2 separate regions of the Danio rerio genome follow, and region 2 is linked to region 1. A link is a contact called in public Micro-C data. All regions are on one chromosome and are shown on one strand. The core of a region is the stretch at or near the end of the contact, and the rest is flanking DNA. Distances in the headings are between cores, read along the strand shown.

Evidence for each region. A called contact is a pair of places that touch in the nucleus more often than the background predicts.
Region 2: a contact with region 1 is called in a Micro-C map of caudal fin, with 2.2 times the contacts expected there. The contact joins the promoter of ccdc85cb here to the enhancer-like site in region 1. A contact is called at or near these places in 2 of 18 Hi-C or Micro-C datasets (caudal fin and an unstated tissue).

Annotation. Positions count from the first base shown.
Region 1 is chr20:5,343,279-5,345,978 of GRCz12tu, reverse strand. The region is part of intron 1 of ccdc85cb (coiled-coil domain containing 85C, b); the gene reads left to right. Among named protein-coding and RNA genes, the nearest start is that of ccdc85cb, 36 kb to the left of the region's middle. Within about 2 kb of position 1,283, at least 20 of the 62 cell types and tissues checked have an H3K27ac peak or open chromatin away from gene starts, as enhancers often do.
Region 2 is chr20:5,379,098-5,381,797 of GRCz12tu, reverse strand. ccdc85cb (coiled-coil domain containing 85C, b) reads left to right here and starts at 1,293. Exons shown (of 7, transcript NM_001002628.1): 1 at 1,293-2,367. The coding sequence starts at 1,671.

The DNA of each region.
Region 1 (2,700 bases), core at 34-2,533:
GTTAACGCTAATTTTGACAGCCCTAATATATATATATATATATATATATATATATATATATATATATATATATATATATATATATGTATATATATATATATATATATATATATATATATATATATATATATATATATATATATATATATATGTTTCAGTTTATTTTTTTATAAATAAAGGTTTAAATGAGCATTTCATACAAACATTTTAGAGAAAATATCAGATTGATGGGCCTTCAAAAATTGATCGGAGAAAGAAGTAGGCCCCAAAGTGAAAAAGCTTGAGAATCTCTGCTTTATAGGACTTTTTGGAGAATTGTACATTGAAAGTCTATTTTTGTTTTAGTTTTATTTATATATTTTTTTATGTTTCGTTAATTTTACCCTTCAAAAAAACTTGAATTACAAGCCGGTGGACGATTGTTTAACAGATAGCTGTATAATTGTATATGATGACATGAGACACCTACTGTATACCACTGTTCTGTCATTGCAAATCTTTAAATAAATGTTAAGAAAAAAACTAAAAATATAAATTAATAAAAAAATCACGCTATTATATGCTTGAATATGTAAAGCTAGTTTGTTCAAATCCCTAACAGAGCAATAATAATAGTGATAACTCATTATAAGCCTGTGGAATTCCAGTCAAGATTCAGTATCCAAATGCATGTATGCCTACCCTGTTTATATTTTTTCAAACATTCTTTTCTTCTGCTCTTACTTTCCTGTTCTTATAATGAAGACCAGAAAGCTTGTGCATCAACGTGATTTATTTTCCGACTTTCTTTTTAGCCAAGCTTGAAATCCAAACTCAGACAGATTGAGTTTAGTTCTTTCCCTCCCTCCCATCTCTCTTTAATTTAAGTTTCATTGTCCGCCGAGCTGTAGTTTTCTAACAGAATGAGGTCAGACAGTATGGAATGAATTACTGTACGGACTGTTGTTTCTGCTTGGACTGCCACATCTTGCAGCAATTGATCCAGCAACTTCGTGCACACACCCATCGAAAGCTTGCACTGAGATATTTCCCTCCTGCTATTTTTTATTTTTTTTGCTTTCCTTCAAGATTCATTCAAACATACACACACACACACAAACAGGTTTGTTTTTGTGAATTGTCGGTGACATTCAAACTTTTAATAGGTTGTATAATTTTCATACTAGTCTGTGTTTTCTTTCCCCAACCTTACACCTTAAAAAATGTGGACATTAGCAGTGTCCACATCAGCGTGTTGGAATTTATCTGAAACCCCTGCTGCGTTTTGTGGGCTTTGGGTGTGACTGCCGTTAGGAGGGGCTGCCTGTGATGTCACGAAGACAGCTTCACAGTTGCTGCCCATGCGGCCTTTCCTGAAGATTCCCGCGTGAGCCTTGTGCCGCAGTGTCGGCTATGGAAGTGGGTCATAGCGTTGCTGATGCGATTGGAAGCGACAAAGCGAGAGGGACAGACTCGCTCCCCCACCCCCCAATGCGCTCATCCGCGTCGTGCCGCCACACACAAATACTTCCATGTCAGTTCACTGAGCTAACATGCACAAATAGCTGATCAGCACGTCAGATTGATTTGAATATGATTTCGCTGTGCTGTCTCTCAATACATTTGGAGCTGACTACTGCTTGTGTGTGCAAGAAAGGAATGAACTAAAAGCAGCAGAATAATGGGTGAAATTGGTCAAATTAATGATGCTGCATATATATATATATATATATATATATATACATATATATATATATATATATATATATATATATATATATATATATATATATATATATATTTATATATATATATTTATTTATATATATATATATATATATATATATATATATATATATATATATATATAAGTGCTGTCAATCAATTAAAAAATTCACTAATTAATCGCACCTTTTAAAAAAAATTAATCGCGATTAATCGCATTTAAAATACTGAAACTTGTAATTTTGGCTATTTAAATGTAAAATTAATGTAAACGCAAGACAAAAAATGCTTAAATTCAAAATATAATTGTTTGATAGAATTTTTGTTTAACTTGTAACACAGATTTCTCCATGTAAACAACATACCCACACAAAACCATCAAGATCCTGGCTTGACAGCCATATTTATTACAGAAATGAAAACACAGGCATGTTAATGACATTTAAATTTCAAAACAATCAATGCCAATAAAGAAAACATTGATTTCCATGTTGGATTCTAAGTGGACTGCAAAAAAAATGCCAAAATACAGATATTGCAAATATGGAAAATGAAAAATTATAATAATAAACTATAGAATAGAAACTGTTGCACTCATTGTAAAGTTTTATTGCTGTGAGTTGAGAACATTATAGAGTAGAAACAATTTTGTTTAATCCTCCTTAACATTCATCCAGTTGCTACGACTAGGAGTATCCCGCAAGTGCACAGAGACTCCCAAATGCCTGCAAATGAATGATAATTTCTCGCAAACCGGTCGTTAAATACATTGCACACCCCTCTCGCCCCTACTCAGATACGTCGCTCACTCCACCCCTGACACAGACACACACAGACACACACACACACACAACGCGCTGCAGATGTTTTGGCCCTGTAATGCCCTGTCTTTGACAGCTTCACCGGAGACGTTCTGAGTACATTCGCATAAGACACCAATACTCCGATTTTAAAATGATTAAGATAATACTCTTATTAAAGTTCTACCGTGTAGCC
Region 2 (2,700 bases), core at 44-2,543, 36 kb before region 1:
ATCTTTTTATTTTACACCGGCGTGAATAATAATGATAATAATAATAATAATAATAATAATAATAATAATCGTTATTGTTTATTTAATTCTGTATTTGTTTAGAAAAAGACAATATAATCTTTTATTTATCTTTTATTCATAATCTTTTTATTTAATCTTTTTATTTTACACCGGCGTGAATAATAATTATGATAATAATAATAATAATAATAATAATAATAATAATAATAATAATAATAATAATAATAATAATAATAATAATAATAATAATAATCGTTATTGTTTATTTAATTCTGTATTTGTTTAGAAAAAGACAATATAATCTTTTATTTATCTTTTATTCATAATCTTTTTATTTAATCTTTTTATTTTACACCGGCGTGAATAATAATTATGATAATAATAATAATAATAATAATAATAATAATAATAATAATAATAATAATAATAATAATAATAATCGTTATTGTTTATTTAATTCTGTATTTGTTTAGAAAAAGACAATATAATCTTTTATTTATCTTTTATTCATAATCTTTTTATTTAATCTTTTTATTTTACACCGGCGTGAATAATAATAATAATAATTATAATAATAATAATAATAATAATAATAATAATCGTTATTGTTTATTTAATTCTGTATTTGTTTAGAAAAAGACAATATAATCTTTTATTTATCTTTTATTCATAATCTTTTTATTTAATCTTTTTATTTTACACCGGCGTGAATAATAATAATAATAATAATAATAATAATAATAATAATAATATTAATAATAATAATAATAATAATAATAATAATAATCGTTATTGTTTATTTAATTCTGTATTTGTTTAGAAAAAGACAATATAATATTTTATTTATCTTTTATTCATAATCTTTTTATTTAATCTTTTTATTTTACACCGGCGTGAATAATAATGATAATAATAATAATTGTTATTGTGTATTTAATTCTTTATTTATTTTTTTTTAGAAAAAGACAATATAATCTTTTATTTATCTTTTATTTATAATCTTTTCATTTAATCTTTTCATTTTACACCGGCGCGGGACAGTGAGGACACTGTCTCTTTAAGAGGGCAGGTCCTGCCTTTTGCCTCTCATCTCTGAACCTGCTCAGAGCCGCTCGGATCAATTCACACACACACCAGTCCAAGGAAAGAGCAGAACCCGACACTGGCAAACACTCAGGAAAAATCCTCCTATACATCGTTTTGGGGCTTTCGATGACTGACAACACGGATGTTAGTGTGTGTGTTTTTGAACGAAGGCGGTGTTTATGGTTGTGAATATTTTGAAACGCAGCTCTTGAAACCTGTAAGATCACACATGATCTAAAATATTATTTGTTTGCCTCGAGAAAGAAAAAAACATCGTTTCATTTTAAACCATGGTTGTGGATACACATCTCGCGGATATTTTAGGACATGTAAATACATGGATGATTCCAGAATTGTCGGTAAGTGCGGCACCATTAAAAGTAACGTTAATGGTTTGGGAACACATTTGTTATTAAATTTCTCCTGTACGTGTAAATATAGAATCTAACGCATGAGTATTTTGTTTTTAAACGAGTCTTATTGCGTTTTCGTGGTGCGAAGAGCAACACTGTCACATTTACATTGAGTATTTTAATACTCCGAGACTGTAAGCGAGAGCCATGATGGCCAAACACTGTCCTAATGATGACCTGAGTAAGATCCCAGACGAGGAACTGGTCAGGTGGAGCAAAGAAGACTTGATCAGGAGACTGAGGAGGGTTGATGGTGAGAAGATGAGCCTGATGCTGGAGCATAGCAACATGATGAAGGATGTCAACCGCAGTCTGCAGGTGCACCTCCACGAGATTCGCAATCTCAAGGAGATCAACCAGAAACTGCAAGACGACAACCAGGAGCTCAGGGAACTCTGCTGCTTTCTGGACGACGACCGGCAGAAAGGTAAGAAGCTGTCTCGGGAATGGCAGAGGTTTGGGAAGTTCACGGCGAGCTCCGTATGGAAGGAGGTGAGCACCTATCAGCAGAAGCTCAAGGAGCTGGAGATCAACCAGGAAAACGTTCTGCGGGAGAACGCAGAGCTGAAAGACATCATTCTCATGTTGGACGAGGACAGGAATGGAGCTGGATCGAGGAGTTCTATTGACAGCCAGTCCAGCCTGAGCAACCTGAACGGAGGATCGGGCACTGTAAGAGATGTTGGCGATGGGAGCAGCACATCCAGCGGTGGAAGCGCTGGCAGTCCAGATCATCATCATAACCATATCCACAAGACTGTAGAAGCGAAGATTGGCACTGTGAGAAGATCAATGGATGATCTGTCGGCCCCGCATCATCACAGGAGCATCCCCGCTGGACTTAATGGTGAGTGTAGATTCATATCTCTGCTGCCGCCATTTTTGAAAACCTTTGATATCAGTATTGCTATGGCTTTTAGTGCATGTCTTTTATCTCTGAGGCTGTTTATGTGTCACCCAGGAGTTGTTCAAAGTAACTTCTATCAGATATGTGACCGTGGACCACAAAACCAGTCATATAAGGGTTTACATTTTGAAAATTGTGATTTATACAATATTTGAAAACCGAATAAACTTTCCCTCGATGGTTTAAGATACAGCTTTTTCGAAATTTGTTATCTGACCCTGCTAAAAAATCCAGCTTAAACCAGCCTAGGCTGGTTTTAGCTGGTCGACCAGG